Linked DNA regions of Zea mays: regions 1, 3 and 4 are each linked to region 2. A link is a contact called in public Hi-C data. All regions are on one chromosome and are shown on one strand. Each heading gives the region's core, a stretch centred on a gene start, on an enhancer-like site or on the middle of the called end of the contact. The rest is flanking DNA. Distances are from core to core; before and after follow the strand shown. Region 1 holds the start of LOC100280648 (copine-3). Region 2 holds the start of LOC103627205. Region 3 holds the start of LOC103627203 (Trihelix transcription factor ASR3). Region 4 holds the start of LOC103627207.

What was found. A called contact is a pair of places that touch in the nucleus more often than the background predicts.
Region 1: a Hi-C map of ear shows a contact between it and region 2, with 3 times the contacts expected there. The contact joins the promoter of LOC100280648 here to the promoter of LOC103627205 in region 2. A contact is called at or near these places in 7 of 25 Hi-C or Micro-C datasets (bundle sheath, ear, leaf and 2 more).
Region 3: a Hi-C map of leaf shows a contact between it and region 2, with 7 times the contacts expected there. The contact joins the promoter of LOC103627203 here to the promoter of LOC103627205 in region 2. A contact is called at or near these places in 2 of 25 Hi-C or Micro-C datasets (leaf and tassel).
Region 4: a Hi-C map of ear shows a contact between it and region 2, with 3 times the contacts expected there. The contact joins the promoter of LOC103627207 here to the promoter of LOC103627205 in region 2. A contact is called at or near these places in 7 of 25 Hi-C or Micro-C datasets (bundle sheath, ear, endosperm and 2 more).

The regions. Positions count from the first base shown.
Region 1 is chr5:169,556,993-169,560,526 of Zm-B73-REFERENCE-NAM-5.0, reverse strand. It overlaps LOC100280648 (copine-3), which reads right to left and starts at 2,175. Exons shown (of 16, transcript NR_176456.1): 1 at 1,886-2,175; 2 at 613-660.
Region 2 is chr5:169,314,621-169,318,128 of Zm-B73-REFERENCE-NAM-5.0, reverse strand. It overlaps LOC103627205, which reads left to right and starts at 1,328. Exons shown (of 9, transcript XM_008647503.3): 1 at 1,328-1,907; 2 at 2,518-2,547; 3 at 3,237-3,296. The coding sequence starts at 1,338.
Region 3 is chr5:169,110,958-169,114,501 of Zm-B73-REFERENCE-NAM-5.0, reverse strand. LOC103627203 (Trihelix transcription factor ASR3) reads left to right here and starts at 1,338. Exons shown (of 3, transcript XM_008647501.3): 1 at 1,338-2,734; 2 at 3,418-3,459. The coding sequence starts at 1,975.
Region 4 is chr5:169,478,357-169,481,572 of Zm-B73-REFERENCE-NAM-5.0, reverse strand. LOC103627207 reads left to right here and starts at 1,380. Exons shown (of 9, transcript XM_008647505.4): 1 at 1,380-1,950; 2 at 2,335-2,388. The coding sequence starts at 1,444.

The sequences.
Region 1 (3,534 bases), core at 926-3,425, 240 kb before region 2:
TTCCTGGGACATAATCAAATGCTAACTAAACAGAATTAAATTGTGCATACAGTCCTTAAAAATAAATGATGTCACCATAAGAATGTTCGTGCCAGTACCAACCTATATTTATGTAGCATATTAAGATGTCGTTTGGATGATCAGGGATCTAGAAATGTGGATTATCTAGCATGAAGGTAATTCTGAGATTTTGAAACTTTATGTGATAAGACTTCAAGAATTTGTCTTACTATCTCCCCATTTGGATAGTGTACATGTTTTTTATCAGAATCTCAAAATGTTTAGCCTATTCAAATGGGGATATGCTACAGTAGCGGATTAGCAATGTACGCTGTGAGATAAAACTCAGTAGCGGATTAGCACTGTACACTATGAGATAAGAAAGTCCATAATTAGCCTGGCACTTCCTTTTTATATGTTGCATTCTTAGAATATTAGTTATAACTGCTCCATTAAACACTTTAGTCTTTTAAAGAATTTATTCAACATGCACTAACAAATTCATTCAATAGTGACATGACATACTAGTATATATATAGATTCCAGTGAAAATACAGAAGCATAATTTAACACAATAAGCCACAAATGCAAGAGGAGCAACAAGGAGCATACCTTGGGAAAATATTCTTGATCACCCAAATTTGATGCAGAGAGAGATAACTGCAACATGTTATACAAGCAGAATCAAAATACTACACAACTAAACAAGCCCTATCAATTCAGTGACTAAAATTCTACTACTACAAGTTACAGATAACACAGTAGAATCAAAGTAACACATGATATAAAATCACTTATATGACCACAGTCCTCACATGGAGCAAAATTGGAGCCAAACCCTTAGGAATCAGTATCACATGACACTAAAACAGCAATATAAAGTCCCCAGGTACCCATATCAAACAATTCCAAGTAACTGTGCCCCAGAACATAGCATTAATGAAGAACTTGCTACGGTCATACTAGTTAATTACAGCTTAAAAAATGCTACTCACAAAATCAGTGAGGACCCAAAGAGTAGATACACAAAACAGGTTGTAAACAAATCAATAGATATATCATAGAACATATGACTCAACCATCATGACCATCTTGAATCACAGCTCCATGGCAACACAAAAGCCACTGATCACAATCAGCAGAATTGATGAAAAAGCACCAAACCAGTGGCCAGCATAATCAAATCAGCCCAGTGCCCAATCATCACAGCTTATATGTCCTCCCTCCCATACATAATAAGTACATTTCTAGCATTTAATTTTGCCCCACAATAAATGGACTTAACTACCTAGCACTAGAAGGATTTGCTACGTTCTCTATTTCGAAAGTGCAAGTATAGTATGTCGTGACAACTTTTGACAGGGATACAATATAATAGTAACATGAGTACATGACAGTATCCTATCCCAGCCTAAGCCAACGAGTAACGTAGCAGTAACATGAGTACATGACAGTATCCTATCCTAGCCTAAGCCAACGAGTCGCTTTCCCGCGCTACCACTTTTACATCGCGTGAACCAAATGGTAAAACATTGAATCCTCGCAGAAAGGGTAATCCGCAGCCTGGAAGCGTGACGGGGGACCAGATAGCTAGTAGTAATGTAGTATAAACCGAAAAAGGGAAAGACCAGTGCGGAGGCTCTAATATGAGTGAGATACTGAAAATTCACATGGCTCCAATCACAAACCAACTAGTCACCGCCACCCCGGTATGTCCTCTGCGAACGCCAAAAAAACCACAGCATCGATCCGCAAACAAGCAAAAGGACAACACGCGGCGGGAGCGGGACTGAGCCGTCGCCAGCGCCCGGCACAATGCCGGTGCCCGAGCCGCTGCAAGCTGGCGCCCGCGCCGTGTACCCAGAGGGTGCTGGGGGCTCCCTACCTCGATCTGCGTGGACGCGCCGGCACCACGGGAGCGGAGAAAGCGATCGGCCGCGGCGGAGGCTGCGGAGGCGGCTTTGGCGGTGGCGGAGCCGACGGGATGAGCGCCGGCGTGGCTCACCTCATCGGAGCAGCAGTTCCCCATAGCCGGCGGGACCGTCCGCCCGTCAGTCGCTCGCCGGCGAGGCGGTTGAGATCTCGGATGGGAGAGCGCGTGGAGATGGGAGTTGCCGCAAGTAGCCAGGGCCAGCGAAAAGAGCAAGTGGAGTCGCAGAGACGACACGGAGACCCAACCCAACTAGAGATGGCAATGGGTACCCGAAACCCGAATACCCGACGGGTTTTACCCGATATGAAGGCGGGTACGGGATGATTTCTCTACCCGCGGGTATGTTAATGGGTAAAAACTTCTACCCGTTGGGTAGATGGGTACGGGTATGGGTTGGTACTATCCATACTCGTCTACCCGTGGGTAAAATATACCCGCATCAATAGCACTATAAACATCTAATAGAGTCCAACTTAGCTAGAATAAAACCCTTCTCTAGTTATCATTTGCCTAGATACCAAGTTATGTAATCATATGATTTGTTATATGTGAAATTGAAGTTGTTTTTATATGTTTATTTAATATTTTGAGTGATTGGTATATTGGAATTTAATTCTTTCCTAGCGGGTACGGGTTACCCGACGGGTAAAAATACCCGCGCGGGTACGGGTATGGGTAAGATTTTATACCCGCGAGTATATATGGGTAACCCGACAGGTAGAATTTTTTTGATGGGTACGGGTATGGAATGGTACTACCCGACGGGTATGTACCCGTTGCCATCCCTAAACCCAACTCAGCAGCACAGTGCGCGCAGAAAGCCAAAGAGAGTGGGACCGGCACAGAGAAACGTAGCGGAATTTACGGCTTTGTCCCTGTACGGCTCGAGTGAGGTTTGACTCTGGCTTGTTGCCTTTGTCTTTTGTTCGACGTAAGAGTAATTAGTTCACTACCTAAACTTGCACGATCATGTCATTTACTGCTTTTCATTCCAGTACAAACGTTCATCTCTTATTATATTTACTCACTCCCTCCGTACCAAATTAATATCTATTTTAGCTATTGATTTTTATGTTTATATTTAACTAGATAATGATAAATATATATATATGCACATAGAGAACACCCACACCAAATATTGTACGTATTCACTGAAAAACTAAAACTAATTTTATTTTAGGACAAATGAAGTATTTGATATCAATAGTTATTGTGGTTCTGTACCCACGATAAATAGATTTTGTAGGTCGGAGGTGGCTTTCGGTGTCACTATTCATATGGTTTTGCTTTGAAAAGTTTAGAGAGATGATTTAAACTAGTTCGAGGAAGACCCTATGTAGGCCTGACTCTAGACCTAGGCAATGAGCCGACGACCAGGGCCTCAACCCGAAAGGAGGCCCAAATGTTCCATGTATTTATGAGGATTGTTGCCTAGAATCAACCTAAGCCAACAAATAAAAAGAATTTGATCTGTCGTGGCACCTGATCTCATCTCTCATCGTTGTGTCGCCCATGATCTCACTGTGTGTCACCTCGCCGAGATTGAAACACCTCAATCCTCTCGGACTCAAATGTGATACAATTACTAGTTCCAGGAGGCT
Region 2 (3,508 bases), core at 79-2,578:
CCATACCTCTGCCTGGACAAGAGGCAGGCCCGGAAATAAGCAATGACATGGCACTCCTAGGCCTTCTCTGATCGTGGGCTCAGACCTCTCCCGATGGGGTCCAGGCGCTGGACGCACTTGTCCGTATACGTGGCGACATCGGACCTCACCTGGCATGAGGTTTGGATGGTATTTTCTAGCCTCGAAGCCACTCCGAAGGCTCGGTGCTGAAGCCAGAGAGTGTCTTCTTCTCCGGGGCTTTGTGCTCCCTTCGGACTCCTTTCTCCATGGATCTGATGGGTCCACAAAGAGGTCCGGGTTCTATTTGCAGGATCCGTGATCTATAGCTGAAGTTATTGATTCCTCCCTTTATGGGGCTTAATGGAGATTGTGATCCAGCCCAGGAGACGGGTCTGGCTTGGCCACGACTCCATATGGTGGGCCTTAACCCCGTGTTGGGCTAGTTGCTCGTGAAATCCTCAATGGTGGCCACCAGGGTTTCACTTTGACATAGCAGGGGTGGGTATCCCATATTTAGGGTACCGACTATGGGCCTCAACCCCACGTTGGGCGAGTTGCCCGTGAAATCCTCAATGGTGGCCATCGGGATTTCACTTAAACATAGCAGGAGTGTGCACCTCATATTCAGAGTACCGACAAGCACTATTCAAATAGTTCAAATTTGAATCGATGTTTTGATGGGATCGGGAAAATGATATGGAACTACTTTCAGTGCAAGTTGACGACCATCAAGAATAGCCATTTCAAGTGGGTCCTTCACTCCCTCAACAAATAATTGAAAGTCTAGCATGGAACAAAGACGGTGTTTGGTTTCTATGGACTAATCTTTAGTCTCTTCATTTTATTATATTTTAGTCCATAAATTGTTAAATATGGAACGTATTTGTGAAGATACTAAAATAAAATAAAATATAGGGACTAAACATTAGTTCCTATAAACCAAATACTCTTTAGCACTGCATCTACATAAATATCCAGTCTATGCAAGCTATGATGCATGGATACACTAGGACACTAGGTTTGCAGCGTATCCAAGATACGTATTCGCTTTGACATATGCAAGTTCACAAGAGTATATATGCACTAAAACTTTAATCTACTTTGTCCTGTGATTAACAGCAACAATCATCCAATGACTAATCCCTTGTGCTGCCCCATTCTCGTATCTTCATGATACTGACCGAGTGACCGTTACGGCTTTTATAAATAGCCCCCCATCATCTCCACAGTTAAAAACGACGCCCTCCACGTATTTCACTTCCGCCCCCTCGTTCTTCCAGATTTGTTGAAACAGACCCTCCGCACCCCTTTCCCGTCAGGATTTTCTTCCCGCCACGATGGCCTCTTGTTCAGGAAAGAACCAAGAAGACACCGAAACCGAAGACTCGGCCCATTTGCTGCGCGAGCAGCAGGAGTCCAACGCCGCCGCCGCCGTCTCTGCAGAGCCGCCTTCCCTTGCTCCGCAGTCCGAGATCACTGAAGAAGAGGTCCATGGGCCACCGGAAGCCGGAGACCGGGACCCCTCCGCCGCCACAGCCGCGGCGGCCGAACGGAAGGGCGACGAGACCATGTCTCTTTTCCGACGGGGCTCCGAAGGTGGCAAGCCCCCTCTTCCTCCACGCCCTCCCTCCATCTCGAGAACCAGAGGTCCGAGCTCCGCAGGCGGCAAGCCCCCTCTTCCTCCACGCCCTCCCTCCGCCTCGAGAACCAGAGTTCCGAGCTCCTCGGGCGGCAAGCCCCCCAGCCCGCCCTCTCCGCCCCGCAGCATATTCCACGAGGTGTGGGGGAGCAGCATGGCGATGAGAGATGGTGACAGAGAGAGTCGCTTCGATTTGAAGGACGTGTTCGATGAACTGATGGTGGAGTGCCGGCGGAACGGGGAAACGGACCAGAAAGCCGAGGCTGAGGTAATATCAGCATCTAAGAGAGATTTTGAGTCTATATCAGGCTGAGGTAATACCGAGGGAACGGAATGCGCAGGTGTTATTTCCTAGATATTTTGACTACGTTCTTGAGCGATTCCTGTTTTCTTGTGATTTTGCATTTGGGAGATCGAATCCTGCCGTTCATGGGGATCTTGTGGGGAGGATTTTAGGATACTGGAGTCCGGGGCTAAGAAATTGTATGGCATCCTGGAGCAGGGGTGGAATCCTTAGGCAGACGTTGGGGCCAGTTTCTCTTTCTTTGTTGCTTAGAGTGGCAACGATCTTGCAGAGACTTTTTTAGGTGCATGTTCTTGCGCTGTTGTAATCGGTATTTCTGTTCAGTTTGTTGTCATGCTTTCATTTCACCGTCAAATATGTAAGGGCCCATCCCTATGTTTATTTGAGATAGCATAAACCAATGTAGTTTCTTTAGATCATAGGCTGAATACATGCATTGCTGGTTTTAGCCTTTGCCTGGCTGATTTCTGGACTAAAGCATAATCATATTTTGAGTAGCTGACAAGGCTCGATAAGTGCCAATTTTGTTATCACTGCTCCTTTATTTGAATATTTGATGTTAGTTTTGGAACAGGTGAAAGACAAGAAACCGCTCTGGAGAAAGGTACAATATGACCTGAATATTTCTTCATCTTTGGTTGTGATTGGTAACTGGTGTGAGCACTCTTGTGCCAATTTTTTGTGTTTCAGATGTTGGATCAGGATTGTTCAGTCTTTGTTCTATCCATGCTTATATGAAATATTGGGACGATAAAATATATTCTGGCAGGAGATCATGTTCAAAATGGGTGTAGCATAGAGATGAAAGCAATGGCAGATGTTTATAGTTTCTGTTCTGCCAAGATTATATGATTTTTTATTACTATTGTGATCAGAAATGGAATTTCAAGTGCAAAAAACAACATTTTTGTGATGTTTTTATAATTTTGAAAAGTGCGAAGTGTTATTGCTTACACTGATATTATTAACGGTCAGTATTTATGTCTTATTCTTCATTGTACCACAAATTGTCCTTGTTGCCGTGTTTCTAAGGAATTCTGAAGCCAAACATACAGGATTCTGATGTTGATGAATAGTCTAATAGCTGAAGTTAGTATATGATTAGTAAAAGAGGCAATTGTCAGATACATAAGATCTTGGATATTACTGTAGTAATATCTTTAAAAAGTTCCATTGCCTTCTCCATTGTTTCCTTCTGTGAACTGTTGGGTCTTGGCATTAATTATTTACTGTTGCTTCTAATCTAATCCTGCCAAAAAATGTGAAATTTTTAACCCATTTTATGTGAAATAGTTTTTTGACAGGATAGGAAACTCCAACCGAAATTACACGACACCTGATGTGAACTACCAGGTTTGACTCCATACATTATTTACATGCTTATTCTAATTGATAGTATTGGTTTGTGATGGGATGAGACCTTAATCGGCTTCGAGTTTATATTGAATTCAGGAAATGCAGTATATGTTCTTTCTTCATTCACGGAACAAACTAAAAGGGTAGACCCAATACCAAAGACTCCACATGAGTGGGGTCTGAGAAAGTGATAAACCGAGACTAGTCTT
Region 3 (3,544 bases), core at 89-2,588, 200 kb after region 2:
TGGTTTATGATTTGTAACTAGGCTTAGTTGTAACATTTTCTTTTCTCGCTTTTAATAAAATCTCAGTAGGGGATCTCCCTCCTGAATCTTCAAAAATCAACTTAAATAGGTCGGTCATTGGTGCATCTATTGAGAAGTTGATAAAAGTATGAAGCACTGACATGCGCGCGCCACCGGTCGGGCCGTGGCTCATGGTAGACCAGACCTTGGTCCGAATATTCCTTCTAACGATTGTCCCTACCTCTGCGCGTGTACAAATACAGAGATAGAGGAGATGTTGGTTCTTCTGTTTACATACGAACAGTCTCAGACGCGCATTGCACTCAGCCCATTCCCGTCCCACCTTCCGCGAACACAAAGAGAGCGGGAGAGCAGGCCTCCTAAATCGCCGTCCACAGAGCTACACTTGTACGGGTGTGCAGGTGCTCAACGTACATCTGTCGGCATCGACTGCGTACGACTAAATCGAACATACGAGATGTCTCGTGTGAATGGAGCCACTGATGCCTTGGACATCGGTCCCTATGCTGGGTACACTCTGTTCTTTGTATTTGTGCATGTTTTATTGTTGTTTACTGATTATCTGAGTAGTGATACACACATGCACATACATATGTATATCACACTGATTTTGTAGATTAAAATAGATCTGATAATGCTTAATTTTCTAACAGTAGTTCAAATGCGCAAAGGCAACAGGGGTGCCATGGTCCATGCGTGTGTATACAAAACATTGTGGGTATACGCAACATATTCTCTTTCTCTCTTTTCCACTTTCGAAACCAATAACGGCACTTAAACTTTGCCTGGGGACGGAGGATGGAAGTTCCTAGAACAAAACTGCATAGCTTGTCTGTTTTTTTTATAAAATTTCCCAAAGTAGAATTGAATTAAAAAAAGATCTAGAATCATATATCCCTTTGGCAACATCTTTACATGGTCATCCGTTTGAGCGAGCACCAAACTAGAGGAGAGGAGAGCAGCACAATGCTTGACTGAACGCTGTTTCACTACGGGGCGTTAACATAACGAAGCATCTCCCCATAGGCTCGCTGCCAGTCATGGATGGACACGCGTCGCCGGTAATCATCGTCCCGAAGCAGAGACACAAATAGTCCCGTCAATTCTTTTCAGGTGCCTACTTTTTTTTTTACTGTGAGAAGGCCCAAAATCGCTTGGAAGAAAGAAAAAAAAAGAAGACAAAGGATCGCATCACACTCCACAGAGATGGAGACCGTTGGGACGTGAGGCAGAGAGGCTGGGCTCCTATTGTCGTGCTCTAATCACAGGTCCTAATCGCACAATAAATTAAACCCACCCGCGTAAGGCACCAGTCCACCACTCGCACCCACACCACACCCAGAAACCCCCTTGGAATTGGATTGAGGCAGGCACCCTTTTTTTTTGCCTGTAACATCACGGTGGGAGGACGCATCATGCATCGGCACTTGGTATTGGGCACCGATTCCCTATCCCCTGCTGCTGCTCCAACTAACCCCCTCTGTTCTAGCCTGCTTTTTTTTCTTTCTCTCTTCCTTTTTGTCCTTTCGTTCACGTTGATGAGGCAAGGCAGCTCATACGAAATTAGCTGAGTATGTTTTATGTTTATATCACTAGAAGATACTAGTTGCGTATGAGCAACCAACAGAGGCTACACAACCTAGACTGAAATTTAGAACGGAGCACATGGAAATCGAGTACTCCTATCACAAGTCACTCATGAGTGAGTCGCCTAATTAAACGCCATTGCTCCTAATCCCCTTGCTTAAACGTAAGGCAACGCACGCAACCCTTCCTTTCTCTACCCCCTCTCCGTCTCCTCCCCAGTCCCCCTCCCCCACGCGTCCCGCCACTCCTCTCTCTTCCCTTTCTCTCTCCTACCCGTCGTTAGCCCTCCGTTACACCACCCGCCTCACGCCGTCACGTCAACTTCTGCCACAAAAAGTACGCGCCTCCGCCCAGCCCCCCGCACCCATGTCCACCGCCGGCGACCCCGCCGGCGCAGCAGCAGCGGCAGCAGCTGCTGCTGCGGCGGCGGCGGCGGCGCCCGCCCCGTCAGGGCGCGCGCCGAGGCTGCCGCGGTGGACCCGGCAGGAGATACTGGTGCTCATCGAGGGCAAGCGCATGGTGGAGGGCCGCGGCGGGCGCGCTGGGAGGGGCCGCCTGGCGGCAGCGGCGGCGGCGGCCGCCGCCGCAGCGTCGGGGGAGGCCTCGGCAACGGCGGCGGCGGCGGCGGCGCTAGAGCCCAAGTGGGCCGCGGTGGCGGAGTACTGCCGGCGCCACGGCGTCGAGCGGGGCCCCGTGCAGTGCCGCAAGCGCTGGAGCAACCTCGCCGGCGACTACAAGAAGATCAAGGAGTGGGAGCGGGCCGCGCCGGCCGAGCGCGACCCGTCCTTCTGGGCCATGCGCAACGACGCGCGCCGGGAGCGCCGCCTCCCGGGCTTCTTCGACCGCGAGGTGTACGACATACTCGAGGGCCGGGCCCGCCCAGTCCTCGACGACCGCGCCGCCCGGAATGCCGCTGCGGCGGAAGAGGCTGTGGCTGTGGCGGTGGCGGTGCACGTCGAGGAGGAGGACAGGGAGGCGGAGGTCCCCGAGGCCGTCTTTGACAGTGGCCGCCCGGCCACGGAGGAGGCCTTGTTCTCGGAGGATGAGGAGGAGGAGGAGGTAGAGGACGCACCGGCGGTGGCTCCTCCTCCCCCTGCACCATCGGTTGTCGCCGTGCCTGTATCTGGTGAGCTGCTCGTTGACTTCCGCTTCCCCTGTTTGCTGCCTCCCGGTGCTTTATACTATTCATCGCCCTAGGTGAAATGACTTAACGGTCTTAATTAGCGCTGGGTGAAGCTTCACCTAGGTGGCAGCGTTATTCGTCATCCTACATAATGATCATCTATCCTGAAATAACTTTATAAAAATCACGAATCTTGCCGCTGTTTATACTTGAGGCAGAAGGTGGGAGGCTTTCTGGTTCTCTTGTCCATGCTGAAGTTGAGGTATTCATGTTTACAGCTCCTAACATTTCTCCTAACTTGTAAGCACATGAACTTCATTCAAAACTGATGCTCTTGATTGGACATCCTACCTAGTACCTTGTTATGAGATGTATCCTGTCTTCTTTTTCTTTATTTTGGTGCTTAACGGGGCGGAAAAAATCGAGTTCTTGGTGCTCTTTTTTCTTTTCTGCAACAAACTTTTTTTAATGGAATAATTTAGCGGTTGCTCTGCTCCTGGACGTTTCAGTCTGATTATCATTTTGGTGTGCTTGGATTTAAATTTGAGATTGGAGCTCGAGCGACTTTCTCTGATTCATCTCTTAATTTGATTGCGTTCATTTGCTGTACTTTCCTATTGTATTGTCGGTTTCATTGGTAGGTCCACTGATTTGTCTTGAGTAATGGCTTGATTTCTCCATTTCAGAGAAACCCGAGGCATCAAGGCACCAACAGAGCGCTGAACAAGGTACATGGACTTTTACTTCATTTAAACTTGCAATCCTAGATATTTTAGCATCGGCGAAGAACTTTACTGTTCCATTGGATTTATT
Region 4 (3,216 bases), core at 131-2,630, 160 kb before region 2:
TTGAACCAGAAATGAGCAAGCGAACGGTCCGGCCCTGAGGCCGGACGGTTCGCGGTCCGGACGGTCCGCGCCTGTGGGCCGGACGGTCCGCGCGTGCGCAGAACAGATTAGGGTTCCGAGTTTTGTGCTACGGTTGTTAGCTATATTCACGGGATTAGCTCGGAATCAGTTGTGTAAAGGGTCCAGCCCCCCTCCTCTATAAATAGAGAGGTCTACGGCCGATTTGTAATTAACAATCGAATCAATACAACTTTTATTCGCATTTTATCCTAGGAGTAGTTCTAGTCTAGTTTAGGTTTAGCCTCTCAATCCCCAAATTCTTTGCCTCTCTTCGACTCTACGCCGATTGGAGGAGTCTAGGTCGGCCGGCCCGAGCCTAGACAACCCCTAGGATCTCTCCTCCCCGACGGGGTCCCTCCCGGGAGCGAGATCCAGGCTGCCGCCGGCGACTTCCGCCGCCCCTGCGCACGCGCGGACCATCCGGCCTCAGGGCGCGGACCGTCCGGTCGTCAGGCAGAGGACCCAAGCTCCTGCACCAGGTCGCGGACCGTCCGGCCCAGGCCGTGGACCGTCCGCGCCTGACCAGAGAGCACCGTCGCCTCGCGTCAGGTCGCGGACCGTCCGGCTCCGTACCGCGGACCGTCCGCGCCTGACCAGAGAGCACCGCCGCCGGTTCTTCTTGAGTATTTGGCGCTCCGAAAAGGCGTCAACACCAACCAAAACCACTGCCTGCCCTAAAAACAAAAATTAAATTCTACATTAGCTAGGTTGCGCCCTTTCTCCATAAGTTAAGCATACATACTCATATTCAACATTAGACATAAAAAGTGAGACGAATGGCATAGCTTAGATTTTATTCATACTAATTAATACTTGTAGCAGCTATGTTGGTGTTCTAATGTAGCGGCTTTGCAAATTGTCTTCTAAGCTACACTTACATGTTCAAGGTCACGATAAAGTTTTTTGTTTTGAATTTTGAAAATAAGGGTTAGTTTGGAAACTCTATTTTTCCAAGGGCTAGTTGGAAACTCAAATTCACTTCGAGATTGAAGGAGATTTGAAGAGAAATAAACTAATTTTCCCTCAATCTCCTCCAATCTCGAAAATGTTGAAGTTTCCGAGCTAGTTCTAAGAAAAAATAAACTATTTTCTCTTAGAAAAATGAAAATTTCTTGGAAAATGAGTTTTCTAAACTAGCCCTAAAGGTTATGATTATTCAGCAAAATCATCGCATCAAAACTTCTTTGTAAAGCGAAGGAAAAAGGGAACATTCCATAAGTCCCCCCCCCTCCAACATTTGATAAATAACCTCCCATCGTCCCGGATCTAACAACGTCACCCTCGTCGCTTTTCTCCTCACTCCCTCGTGTTCTCTCAGAATTTACGAATCAATCCCTGCCGGTCGCCTGCCCTGCTGCCCATTAATAAGCTTTTCCCGCCAGGATGGCCTCCGGTTCAGGAAGGGCCCGAGGCGGCGGCATCCGAATCCAAGAACCGGGTAGTAGGCACCGCGATGAGTCCAACGCCGGCGCCGCCGCCGCAGCTGCAGAGCCGCCGCCACCCTCTCCGTCCACCGACGGTCTCCAAGAACGGCCCCATGGGCCATTGGGAGCCGAGAGCGGGAGCCCCTCTGCGGCCGCCGCCGCACTGAAGGGGAAGGGGGTCTTGGCTCCATCCCCACTGCCTTCCCCGACCCGCTCCGAGGAAACCAACTCCCTGGTATCATCCGACATCGTCTCCGACGAGGAAGCCGAAGAGTTGAGGTCCGCCAACACGCTCGCGGACGGTGACAGGAGGTTTGGAGTGTCTTGGAAGAGCCCGTTGGTGGAGGCGATGATGGAGGTGCCGAAGGTGACGAGGCATATCGATTCGAAGACGGCGTTCGACAACTTGTCGATGGAGCAGCAATGGGCCCTGGCGGAGGAGATAGAAATGCAACAGCGGCAGCAGGTAAGGTTTCTTGGATCTTTGGAGCGCATTCGTGAGGCAAAACTGCTTTCTTGTGATTTGGCAGCTGGAATCCTATCGTTCTTGCGGGTACTGGGGACGATTTAGGATACCGGACTACCGGAGGCAAGAAATTGTGCGGCATCCTATTGCAGATGCAGAATCCGTGGGGAAATTTGTTTTTCTTTTTTTTCTAGGACTAGCAACGATCTTGCAGCAGTTTAGGTGCTTGCATTTTATCTTAACTGTGATGGCATGTTTTACAATTTACTGTTGAATTCGTATAAATATTGGGATCATGTTCTGATGAGCGATTCCTTATTTTTGTATGCTGGTGATTGCTACTCCCTTGTTTGAATATTTGACTTTTATGTTAATTCTGTGTAGGCGCAGCAGAGGAAATGTCTCTGGATCACATTCAAAGGTGGCATGTCAAACATGGTATGTCCTGAATATTCGTTTGCTTTTTTGACATCGTATCGGAATCTTTGTGCTTTTGTTTGCTCGTGTTGAATTTGTGATCCAAATTCTAAAGAAGTCAATACTCACCTTAGTGTTTCGTTTCTATAAATATAATTGTAATTCATAGGAAATAGTCATCTTATTGTAAATTTCCTGCGATCTTTAACCATCCATCCAGTAAATAGTGAGATTGTTGCTGTCCAACACCCGTGTTTTTTCCCCTTTGCTTTGGAGGGTTTTCCACGTTAAATCTATGTCTTCTCTATGTTTTCGATTCATAACAGCTCATATGAGATCTTGAGATGACTAAGGGGTGCCTGGTTTCTAGGGATTAATTTTTAGTCCCTCTTTTCTTATTCTATTTTTTTACCTAAATTGTTAAATGCAGAAATTAAAACCCTATTTTAGTTTTCGGATTTGATAATTTAGTGACTAAAATGGAATAAAATGTAGAGACTAAAAATTAGTCCATAGAAACCAACGGGTGTTTGAATACACTAGAGCTAATAGTTAGTTGGCTAAAAAATTACTAGTGAAATTAGCTAGCTAACAATTATTTAGCTAACTATTAGCTAATTTACTAAAAATAGCTAATAGTTAAACTCTTAGTTAGAATGTTTGGATATATTCAACTAAATTTAGTAGCTAACTATTAGCTCTAATGCATTCAAACATGGGCTGTAAGTATGACAACAAATTTTGTTAAAAATGGTGTAGTATGGCATCCAAGACTAAGGGGTGTTTGAATACACTAGAACTAATAATTAGTTTGCTAAAAATTGTTAGGGGTGTGTGAATGCATTAGAG